Regions from separate parts of the Mus musculus genome. Here regions 2, 3 and 4 are each linked to region 1. The links are chromatin contacts, called in public promoter capture Hi-C maps. All regions are on one chromosome and are shown on one strand. The core of a region is the stretch at or near the end of the contact, and the rest is flanking DNA. Distances in the headings are between cores, read along the strand shown.

The links. Promoter capture Hi-C pulls out the DNA fragments that hold promoters and counts their contacts.
Region 2: a contact with region 1 is called in a promoter capture Hi-C map of liver, with 6 times the contacts expected there. The contact joins the promoter of Gpr62 here to the promoter of 4930429P21Rik in region 1. A contact is called at or near these places in 4 of 39 promoter capture datasets (hippocampal neurons, liver and pre-B cells) and 1 of 115 datasets of contacts at active chromatin or transcription factors (bone marrow-derived macrophages).
Region 3: a contact with region 1 is called in a promoter capture Hi-C map of liver, with 8 times the contacts expected there. The contact joins the promoter of Rpl29 here to the promoter of 4930429P21Rik in region 1. A contact is called at or near these places in 2 of 39 promoter capture datasets (liver and pre-B cells).
Region 4: a contact with region 1 is called in a promoter capture Hi-C map of pre-B cells, with 2.1 times the contacts expected there. The contact joins the promoter of Camkv here to the promoter of 4930429P21Rik in region 1. A contact is called at or near these places in 2 of 39 promoter capture datasets (liver and pre-B cells).

What each region holds. Positions count from the first base shown.
Region 1 is chr9:107,352,751-107,355,740 of GRCm38.p6, reverse strand. 4930429P21Rik (a long non-coding RNA gene) reads left to right here and starts at 1,683. Exons shown (of 5, transcript XR_003948243.1): 1 at 1,683-2,006.
Region 2 is chr9:106,464,640-106,467,419 of GRCm38.p6, reverse strand. It overlaps Gpr62 (G protein-coupled receptor 62), which reads left to right and starts at 1,435. Exons shown (of 1, transcript NM_001159652.2): 1 at 1,435-2,780. The coding sequence starts at 1,693. The coding sequence ends at 2,769.
Region 3 is chr9:106,427,766-106,430,838 of GRCm38.p6, reverse strand. Rpl29 (ribosomal protein L29) reads right to left here and starts at 1,428. Exons shown (of 3, transcript NM_001324534.1): 1 at 825-1,428; 2 at 467-531. The coding sequence starts at 861.
Region 4 is chr9:107,934,628-107,937,468 of GRCm38.p6, reverse strand. Camkv (CaM kinase-like vesicle-associated) reads right to left here and starts at 1,549. Exons shown (of 11, transcript NM_145621.2): 1 at 1,418-1,549.

The sequences.
Region 1 (2,990 bases), core at 434-2,933:
GGGGAGTTGGCTTTCTATTTGATGGGGCAGGAGGTGTCAGTCTGATCAGAAAATGTCCTGGGGAGTAAGAAGCCGGCAGCCTTCCCGGGTATCAGCTCTACCAAGAGCCAGGCATTCCCAAGCCGTCCCCCTGCCATCCTGCTTCCCGGCTGTGTGGCTCTGGATCGGTCCCCGTGCCTCTCTGACAAAGGAGCAGAAGGACAGGGTGGATGGACAGACATGGAGTGTAGCAGGTGCTATGCATCGGGCTGGAGGTTGGGTGCAGGACATGAGAAGTTACTCTCAGGTACTATGCCTGGCTCCTTTTTTCCCCTCTTCCCCTCCTCAATTTTGTCTTCCTCCTTGTTTTGGTTTTAGATAGGCTTTTCCTATGATGGAGTTCAGCTGGGTCTCGAACTCACAATCCTACTGTCTGTGCCTCTAAAATGCTGGGGTGGCAGACAGACACATCATGCTCGGCTTCCCTTTGCCTTGTTTTAGTCAAAATCGAGAACCTATTGGCTGGGTCAAAGATGAAAAGCCAGGTGAGTCTGGAAGAGAAAGGCTGAGGGTCCTGAGGGATCATAAGAGCAGTCGGGTGAGGGGTGACCAGGGGAAGTCATTGTGAGGGTGACCTGTACCAGGATTGGGTGTTTTCCTGTCCTCCCCTTCCAGGTCACAAGGCAGCCCCCTGAGTTGTGACATCCAGCAGGATCATAGCCATGGCAAGACACAGATTCCAGCCCCACCAGTGCAGGCAGCTGGACTCTGGGCCTTCATCCAACCTTCAGCCTTTGCCTAAGCCTGTCTTCTGCCCTCCTGGGTCATGTCAGATGGGTGCCTGGGTACCAAGCAGACAGGTTTCCATCTATTCTCACCATCTTGACTCCTCTAGGCTCATAGGTGCCAGGCCTCTAAGATGATTTTGCTAAGTCCCCTTCCTTGGACAGCTTCTGAGGGGTTAGCTCTCATCTCCAGCTTTAGATCTAAGGGGCTCCAGGATCCAGAAAAAAAGCTTTAAATTGTATGACTGCAGAAGTTCGTCCCCAGGCTGTGGATGAGGGACCTACTGTGCTGGGTTTCCAGCTGCCTCTGAGATGGGAAAGCCTGAGTGGTCACCACAAGGGAATCTGTCTGGACTGTGAGATCTTCTGGGTACCACGGAGCTTGCTAGGAGAGAGAGCTAACTTCCACGGGATTTCTTGGGAAAAGTCATAGGCTGGCCAGAGCCATACCCACATCCTGGCCAGCAAGCAGAAAGAGAAAGTGACTGGGCATGTATGTCTCTGTGCCTTCTCTAGGCAGCCTCCCCTGACTAAAACTTTGGAAGCAGCTCTGGTCAGTACCCTTTCTCTAAGCCAGCAGAGTGGGTCCTGAAAGGCAGGCTGTCCCTCACATGTCAGACACACAGAAAATGCTTGCTTCAGCCTGTGCTCTCTGAGTGAGGTCTGGAAGAAAGGATGCCACATGTCAATAACTCTTGTGTCAGGATCTGAGAGCTCCCCTCCCTACTCCCCCACCCCCACCCCCCACCGCATCCCACTGCACTATAAACAGGCTGACTGAAGAAGTGCTCGTAGAAGCACCCAGATGGACTGAAGGAAGCAGTGTGTGTGTGTGTGTGTGTGTGTGTGTAGCTTTGCAAAATAGAACCTAGCCCAAATCTCAGCCTCTGGGACAATCAAGGTGGGTGGTAAGAGGGATGTCTGGAGCACTGTGATGTCAGACCTGAACTCTCAGAGGAATCTTGAGGCCTGCCAGTCACCTGATAGACCAAAGCACCTGGTGCCAGGGAGAATGGAAGAGGCAGTGGGTGCCTGGCCCAGGGACCCTCCTGTCTTGCTCTGGGCCAGGCCAAGCCTCTGATGGAGAGGTCTAGGCTGGAGATCATGTGGTGATGTGCGTGGGAGCCTCAAGAAACATCTCCCAGAACAGAGAGCTTGGTACCCAATATTCTCAGCGGGGTGCGGCAGGAGGCAAGAGAGAGGAGAGAGTCCCAGCCTCTCTCCAAGCTTTCTACCTACCAGGTAAGAGAAAGTCAGCCTCTCTCCAAGCTCACCACCCTCCAGGCAGATTCTCGGTCTTTTTCAAACCCTCCACAGCCCTAGAACTGGCCTGTTTACATTTCTGACCACTTTGGGTAATGTTTGCTGTTGTCACCTTTTAGGCCACTGTGAGGATCTGTGTCTCCCCTATGTGGATCCACCAGGAAATATTATTTAGAAGGTTCATTTGTCTGGCGGAACTCGGAATCCAGGGGCCAGTGAGAAGCTTAATGGGCTCCGGGACTCACTAGTGACATCATCAGCATCCTGGACCCCCTCCTGCCCTGCTAGCCCCCCTGCACATTCTAGAAACTACACACGGTGGGGGACACTAGGGAGGACGTCCTCCTGTGACCGATTCTCTCTGCTTCCAAGCTAGTAGGAGTTCAAGCTGTCTGGAGGTTGCAACTAAATATAAGGACTAAGCTATGCTGGGTATTTTTATGCCAACTTGACACAAGTTAGAGTCATTTAGGAAGAAAGACCCTCAGTTGAGAAGACCCCCCATCCCTTTGGTTGGTAGACAAGCCTGTGGTGCAGTTTCCTGATTGGTAATTGATTTGGGAAGGCCCAGGTCACTGTGGGTAGTGCTACTCCTGGGCAGGTGGTCCTGGGGTGTATAAGAAAGCCGTTGAGTAAGCCATGAGGAGCAAGTCAGTAAGCAGCACCCTATATGGTGCCTCTGTACCGACTCCTGCATCCAAGCTCCTGCCATGACTTCTTTCAGTGATGGGCTACAATGTGAAACTGTAAACTGAAATCAAATCCTTTCCTCCTCGCCAAGTTGTTTATGGTCCTGGTGTTTCACCATAGCAACAGAAACCCTAAGACACTAGCCCAGGCGGTAACTTACTGATCAGAGCTAGCCTGAGCCATCAGAGATAGAATCCCTAGCCTTGGAGAAAGACCACCCCTCCCAGCTTCCCCTGCCTGCAGGTTCCAGCTTCTCAATGCCAGATATAATAT
Region 2 (2,780 bases), core at 186-2,685, 890 kb after region 1:
GATAGCAAGGAAGCTATCACCACCCAGAGGTTGGATGGATAATGGAAGGAGACAGTGACCATGCAAGTCTTGCACGAACGAGAACACAGAAGAGCCTCCATGAGGGAAGCCATAGCTTCAGGCTGGAGGCTGTCTCCCACAGAGGGCTGTAGAGGCTTAGGCTAAGCTGTGAGGGGAAACATCATAGCTTCCTCCCTCTTCCCACTCTCTAGTTTTCTGCTGGGAACTTCCGTTGGCTGAATATTCCCCCAGCGAAGCCCGGGAAGGTCGAGAACAGGAAGGTAGAGTGGAGAAGGGACCGAAGGACAAATCAGCTGAGCAGTTTGAGACTCGGGAGCAAAAAAGGCAAGGCCAGTTAGGGGAATGCTGGGACAGACGCTCTGAGTGGGCAGCAGGGTTGGTGGGGCAGCGGTATTGGTGATAAGAAATGACTAGATTCCCTGGACCTTTGACCAATTGGATCGGGTGTGGGAGAAAAGAAAGCTCTATCCTGAGGAGTTTGCCTAGGGAGACACTCAAGTCTGGTTCAAGGGAGAAGGCCCTTCAGACACCTGCTTCCTTGTCACTGTCTAGGTAGAGTTGTCATGAAGTTGGGTGATTGTAACTGGAGCATGGGCCCCTCCCGCTGGAGTTACCTTTTGAGCCACCTACCTGGGGGAGGGAGGCAGAGATGCTACATACTGAGCCTGTGCTTTTTTTTTTTTAAGATTTATTTATTATTATATGTAAGTACACTGTAGCTGTCTTCAGACACTCCAGAAGAGGGAGTCAGATCTTGTTACGGATGGTTGTGAGCCACCATGTGGTTGCTGGGATTTGAACTCCGAACCTTCAGAAGAACAGTCAGGTGCTCTTACCCACTGAGCCATCTCACCAGCCCGAGCCTGTGCTTCTTGTGGTAGGTCTTGTTAGCTCAAGCTTCAGAGCTCTGAGGTTGGGAAGGGGTGGTGCTAATGATGCATGTGCAGGGTGCGCTTTAGAAGAGAGCTGGTTTGCCAGCAGTCAAAGTCCAAGACCAGCTAAGCATCCATTTTTCTGCTAAGCCCCCCACTTCACAAGTATTCCATAAGGTGAGGTGCCAAGGTAACACTGACTGAGCAGCCATTATGTGCCATGCCCTGAGATTTCTCTCTCTCCTCCCCTCAAGACCTCCTGGGGGTTCCAAGCACATCTAAAGTTTCGGTTTTTTGTTTTTCCTGATTCCTGGGCTACCTTGAGAAAAGTAATGTCTGACCGAACTGCCCCCACGTCGCACTCCTGAGCAAGGTGGGTATGGGTCTAGGCTCAGTAAACTGTACCCTCGGGCAGTTTCACAGAAGAGCCTCCAGTCTCCAGCTGGCAGCTGTTAGAGCCAAGGGGGCTGGCACCAGGCCCTGCCCCTCCCTTACTAAGCTGTGTGTGTCTTCAAAGGGGAGCATCAGAGTGACAGCCGGTACCATCTCCACAGAGGCTGAGTGGCTGGAGCTGTGCTAGGGCAGGGGGAGAAAGCCGAGCCAGGCTCAGCCTTGCATCCACCCATAGGGCCCACCAAACCCCACAAGAAGATGGCAGCCTGGGCGTTGGAGTCACCTCCTGGGCAGCCTACGAGGTGAGGGGTCTTGAGGAGCATGGGACAGGTGATGGGAATCCTGGAGCCAGAGGCTCCATTTCCGCTCTTCCTCTAGCAAACCCCAGTGAAGCCTGAACGTTCAGATGGCCAACGGCTCGGGGCTCAGCGTCACCGAACTCGCGGGCTCGGTGGGGTTTATCCTGGCGGTTCTCGTAGAGGTGGGGGCCGTGCTGGGCAACGGCACTCTGCTCGTGGTGGTGCTGCGCACGCCGGACCTTCAAGATGCCTTCTACTTAGCGCACTTGTGCGTCGTGGACCTGCTGGCGGCTGCCTCCATCATGCCTCTGGGCCTGCTGGCCGCGCCGCCCGGGCTGGGCACTGTGCCCCTGGACCCCTCGTCGTGCCGAGCGGCGCGCTTCCTCTCGGCGGCTCTGCTCCCCGCATGCACGCTCGGCGTGGCCGCTCTCGGCCTGGCGCGCTACCGCCTCATAGTGCATCCGCTGCGGCCAGGCGCGCGCCCGGCGCCCGCGCTGGTGCTCACCGCGGTGTGGTCCGCGGCCGCGCTCCTGGGCGCGCTCTCCTTGCTCGGGCCACCGCCTGCGCCACCTCCGGCCCCAGCTCGCTGCTCCGTCCTGGCCGGGGGGCTCGGGCCCTTCCGGCCGCTCTGGGCGATGCTAGCCTTCGCGCTGCCCGCCCTCCTGCTGTTGGCCGCCTACGGTAGCATCTTCCTGGTGGCGCGGCGCGCCGCCCTCCGGCCTCCGCGCGGGACCCGGCCCCGCTCCGACTCTCTAGACAGTCGCCTCTCCTTCTTGCCGCCCCTCCGGCCACGTCTGCTGGGGGGCAAGGCGGCCCTGGCCCCAGCCCTGGCCGTGGGCCAGTTTGCAGCCTGCTGGCTGCCTTATGGCTGCGCGTGCTTGGCGCCCGCGGCGCGCGCCGCAGCGGCCGAGGCTACTGTCACCTGGGTAGCCTACTCCGCCTTCGCGGCTCACCCCTTTCTCTATGGCCTGCTGCAGCGCCCGGTGCGCCTGGCGCTGGGCCGCCTTACCCGCCGAGCGCTGCCTCGGGCCCCGAAAGCCTGCACATCGCAAGCCTGGCACCTGCAGACACTCCTTCGGCGCCTCCAGGAACTCCGCAAGGACCCTGTCCTAGGCCCTTCTGAGGCACCAGAACAGGCCCGAGAATTGGCAAGACAGACCCCGAGTGTGTCAGAGGCCACCTGAGACATTTCTTC
Region 3 (3,073 bases), core at 179-2,678, 920 kb after region 1:
CACATCAGAGAGCGTGGTTGCAGGCAGCAAACAGACCTAGTACAGCCTCAGTTATCCCCAGTCTATTATCTGGGTGCAATCAAATGTACAGAACTAGAGTTGCGTTTAGACGCAGACCATGAGGTACCCAATATACAGAACGACTCCCTCCCTCCCTCAAGGCTCCACGGAGCAAGAGAAGCAGTTCTGTTCTCAGGAGATTACACCAGGGGCTGGGAAGGTCAAGGAAGGCTTTTCTGTTGAGTCTGACATGGGAGACAAGGAGAAGCTAGGCAACACAATCCCTAGAGCTCAGAGTTCGAAGCCAGCCTGGTCTACATAGTGAGTTCTAGAACAACCAGGACTACACAGAGAAATCCTAGCTCGAAACACACACGCTGGTGGTGGAGGAGACATGACTTACAAGAGGCCCTACCCTGTAGACCTGGAGCCAAGGGATAGTTTATGACCCACTGTCATCACTCACCCCCTTAAGAGATTCGTATCTTTGCGACCGGGGTTTCTTGATGCCATTTCTGTGCCATTTGCGGGCTGTAGGGTAACAAATATTTACAGGTCAAAAAAAAATGAGGTATCTTCCAATAAGACCACCTAACATCATGGTTGGCAGTCTTTTGAGAATACACTAAGGATGGGTGGAAAGCACTATGGGCTTTTTAAGCGGATTCCTGGCTCCCAAATTTGTAATCTCCAAAGTAGCTAAACACACAATCATCTTCAAGGCTCACCTGAAGGGTGACCTGCCCTCCCTCCAGCTCTGATCTAGCAACCCTAACCCAATCCTCGCTGGGGTACAGTCGCCAGCCGGAGCCCAAGGAACTTACACTGGTTGTGTGTGGTGTGGTTCTTGGACTTGGCCATGTCTGCACCTGCAAGAAAGCCACGAGATCAGTTCTGGGCTTCCCCAGACCGGCACACCTCTGCCGCCCTGAGCTGGGGTAACATGAAGAAACCAGAGGCTGCAGCAGACGCTTCCGATTTACGACACCCGCCAGCCTGGCAACACTCACAAAACGCGACCCCACCTCTCAAACGCGAGCAAGGAGGTCGGTCCTGAGACTGAGCTTGCCGGCCCCGGGGCGGCTTTCCCCGCCATCCGTTCCTTGAGGACGACCGGGAACCACCCCCGCCCGGCAATCTCGATGCCCCATAGCCAAGCAGCTGCCCGCCCTGTCCTTCCTGCCACCCGTGTCGCCTGCCTCGCGACCCGCCGCCGCCCTGTAGTCACGGATGTCATCGGATGCCGTAAGGCCAACACTCACGGTAACCCGCGGCTCCCGCAGCGCCGGAGACCGGAAGAGAAAGAGAAAGGCCCGCAGTGCAGCACGGGAAATAGGGCCGACACCGCCGGAAAGTCCAACGGAAAAGCTTCCCTCACTGCTGGCGGAGAAAAAAGGTTCCAAGGCCGGAAAGAGTTGAAGCCTAGAAAGGGGAGGGGTTAGAGCCTGGCCACGCCCTCTTAGCGTCACAGATTTCTTTCTTTGCTTAACCCCTCCCCGCTATTTTTTGAGCGGGTCTTTCTTGCTGTGTAGCCTAGACTGGGTTATAACTGTTCATCCTCCAACAGCAGGCTTTTGCTACTGGGGTTAAGAGCGTGGTGTTAGCATGGACCACGACGGCGGCCAGCCCGTGTTTGCTTCCTTCTCTTCCTCCAGTGCCTACTTTGCTCTTGGGCTAGACTTCCAAAGACTCTGAAAGCCGAGGGGGCCTTTGAGGGATGAATGTTAATGGAGCGAAGAATCTGTGTTCTTAAACAGCTCACCGGGCTCCTGTGTGGAATGCACTGGAGAGGGCAGAGGAGAGGAGAAGAGCTATGAGACTCATGCAGACTGCCACACAAGGGCGCTGGCTGCCTGAAGACAGTGAAGAATGTACTAGGGAAAAGAATAGACTGGATTTAGGGTGCCGAAAATTAGAGAGAGAAAAGCGGCAACGATAGTCCAAGTCTACTCCAACAGCCTGGGCTGGTTCCCCAGAGTGGCAGTTTCGTGGTTTCTTTTTTTTTTTTTTTTTAAGATTTATTTATTTATTATATGTAAGTACAGTGTTGTTGTCTTCAGACACTCCAGAAGAGGGAGTCAGATCTCCTTACGGATGATTGTGAGCCATCATGTGGTTGCTAGGATTTGAACTCAGGACCTTCGGAAGAGCAGTTGGGTGCTCTTTTTTTTTTAAGATTTATTTATTTATTTATTTATTTATTTATTTATTTATTTATTTATTTGTTTATTATATGTAAGTACACTGTAGCTGTCTTCAGACACTCCAGAAGAGGGCGTCAGATCTTGTTACAGATGGTTGTGAGCCACCATGTGGTTGCTGGGATTTGAACTCTGGACCTTCGGAAGAGCAGTCGGGTGCTCTTACCTGCTGAGCCATCTCACCAGCCCCAGTTGGGTGCTCTTACCTGCTGAGCCATCTCACCAGCCCTCGTGGTTTCTTTTCACATATATTAGATGTGAGATGATGCTAGAGAGGTGAAAACAGGCCTGTAATCACAGCTACTGGCTGAAGAATTGTAAGTCTGAGATGCCTGAGTAATTCAGGTAGACCTTGTCTCCGAAAAGCTTTTTTTGTTGTTGTTTCAAGATAGGGTTTTTCTCTGTGTAGCCCTGATTGTCCTGGGACTCACTCTGTAGACCAGGCTGGCCGCAAACTCAGAAATCCCCCTGCCTCTGCCTCCCAAGTGCTGGGATTAAAGGCGTGTACCACCACTGCCCAGCTCCAAAAAACTTTTATAATGTCAGGATATCCCAGCACTCACGAGGCAGAGGCAGGCAAGCCTCTGTGATTTTAGTTTATGTAGTGAGTTCTAGGACAGCCAGGGTTATGTAGAAAGACCCTATCTCCAGAAAGGCATGGTAGCTCACACCACCCACTCAGTGTATAGGGCCTAAGTTTTATACAGAAGCAGGAGAATCAGGGACTCAAGATCATCTTAAGCTACAAAGCTAGGACTAGGCCAGGCAGGGTGACACCCTGTCTCTAACAGCAAAAACAGTGTGCTGGGCAGATAGTTCAGTGGGTAAGAATGATTGTAGCTCAAACATGAATTCAAACCCCGGATCCAATT
Region 4 (2,841 bases), core at 300-2,799, 580 kb before region 1:
GTCTTGGGCAGATCTCAGGATGGCCAAAAGCAGCAGCCAAAACAGCACCATGAGCAAGCCAGAAACAGGAAGACAAAGGCACACCAACACCCCCCAGGTCTCAGTTTCCCTGAACAGAGCAGAGGACTGCCACCAGCCGGCTAATTGGTAGCCACCAGGGAATGAAGACACAGAGAAGGGCCTGCAGCAGATATATACAGAGCCAGGGTAGGGCGCCTGGGGATCCACACTAAATGAGGGGAAAAAAAGGGAGACCTCTGTCCCATCCTGGCTATGAAGGGAATGGAGATACTAATTTCCAAGTTAGGAAAGGGAGGCTCAGAAGTCACTGAATCTGCCAGTAATCAACTCAGAGGGGGAGGGGAAGCCAGCCTACTTCTGCAAAGGTGGTCCTGGGGGCCCCAAAGCCTGAGCCTGTGTTTGGAGGCTGGTGTGCAAAAGACCCACTAGAGTCGTATAGACCAGCTAGGAGCTTTTGGTGAGGAAAAGGGGGCCCTGTTCTCTAGGAAGGAACCTGCTAGAACAGGTTTGGGGTCGGGGAGCAGTTGGCAGCCCTTCATGGGGCTGGGGCTCAAAAGCCCAGGGTCTCCTGTCAAGCAATAGCAAGCTGAAAAAGACAGAGAGGCTAACGCTTTAATTGTCCCCTGCGACTCCAGGCAGAGTCCCTGCTCTTCACCATGGTACCACTCTGACCCCCTTCCCCAGTGCTGCTGGCTCGCCCCCGCTGGCACAGCAACACACATGCGGGAGGCACACGTGTGAGCAGCAAGCCCCGCACCTCCCAGCAGAAACATGTGCGCCCCGCACCCCCACCTCGCACGTGTGTCAGTGCGCTGCGCCCCCACCTCCCTTGACAAAAGACCCTCAGAAGGCTTGGAAGCCTGAACTTAGCTTGGGGGCCAATAGTCCACTCGGGCTTAGAACCTCCTCCCCCAGCCCCGCAGCAGCCCCGCCCAGCCCCCTCCGGATTGTCGCCCATAAAGAACTCTCCGTTGTCATGGAAATTAGTGACTGCCAAACCAGAGGGAGGGGGCCCCCAGGGGCAGTTGGGGAGGGGCTGAAGACCGCTCTAGGAGCGAGGATGGACCGCTCGGCCCTTGGCCCTTTACCCCTATAAGGGGCACCACGAATCTTCGAGGGTTTATGTTTTTTACAATTCGGAGCTGCAGAGGCTTTCTCTGGGACCCTCCCAAGCCGTCAGAGGTAATGGGGAACTTTAGCCCAACCCCGCACGCCACCCCACCTCGCATCTGCAGAAACGGTGCGCTGTGCCCCTGCTTGGGACCCCCAGAGTCCTCGCGGTGATCGCGCGCATCCTGCGCGGGGATTCTCTAACCAGGGAAACAATCTCCCAAGGCCCCCCAACGTGCATCCAGGAGGCGCCCTCCCCACCGGCCCAGCCCTCCCTGCTCCGCACCTGCAAAGCTGGTCGGTCACAGGCAGGAAGCGATAACCCGCTCAGCAGGGCTCCGGGGGCGGCGGGCAGAATCCGCTCCGGGCACGCGGGGCAGACGCGGCGCCAGCTGCAGCCGCTTCGACTCCAGAACCTCCAGCATCGCCAGTCGCTCTCTGGCAGCGGATTCGCACCCCGGGCCGGGGGCGGGCTGGGGGCGGGGCCTCCTCGCCCGGCCCGCCCCCACCCTGGCAGACCCGGAGACTGGAATCCCACTCGAGGGAGGGCGCATGCAGGTTGGCGGCGAACACCTGCTAGGCTCACTTAGGCCATCAGACTCAAAACCCAGCAACAGGAGGCGAAGGGGCCCTTCCTAATCCCGAAGTAAGGAGTTAGGAGTGAGGACTTGGAGAAGAACCTGAGTCCTGGAACTGCACAGGAGTCTCCTGGCTAGAAGTAGTTTGCAGGAGACCAGGGCCCTGCCCAGTTCCCCAACCCTGATCCAAAGGGTTGGATCTACTTAGAACCACATGGGCAGTCCCTGGAGCACCTCCTAGACAGGAATAAACACACAGGACTATGTGTGCAATTGTGATCAATTTGGAAATGACAAGACAGTGAGGCCCTCAGACCATCCTACATCCAACTCCTGTGAAGCCAAAATCTTTCCCAACTAAATTACCAGCCTCATGGCTGGCTCAGTCAGTCCCCTCTGTATAGTTCTGAATTTCCCAAACTAAAAGTCACCTATGATGTAGCATGGGGTCTGCTTTCTTCTCTTTGTAATAATCCTTAAACATTTCCTAAGCAACATGACCCAGGTGACCTGGGCTAGGTTATGGTATTGTGGAAGTACTAGGAAGGAATTTCCAATGAAGTTCTTAACCATATTTCTGTCCCTTCTCAAGGAGGCAAGAGGACTGAAGGTCCATCCCACTGCCCATCAAGTCCTGAGGACCATCCTGAGACAATAAATAAAGGCCACATTTAGGTTTTCCATTGTCTGGACCCAGGCTCCATTCCATCTTACCCTGCTAGTGATCTGCCCGGCCCAGCCATCCTGGGAACAGGGTCACATGTTGAGCAAGCCTATTTGCATTACCACCCATAGCTGAGGACAGATGGGACCCAACAAGTGAAGAACTTGGGGCTGAAGCCAGAAGATTGCCAGAGAAATTGCTTCAGGGTTTCTGGATAACCTCTTCCAGAAGGGTTGTTGAGTTCTTCATGTCTTTCCCCGACTCTGGTCACTTCCTCTAGGCCATGTTATCATTGTATCTGGGCCCCTGAGTACGAAGAGTCTTGGCCATTAACATCCATCCCAGTACTGGATAGGAACCTTTTGGCAAACTTGACAGAGCCTATGTCTAATCTCACAATGCTCAACTAATGTTTGCAGAAGGAAGGAAAAGCCTGGCATGCAGTCTTTTCTATTATCCCTAATACAA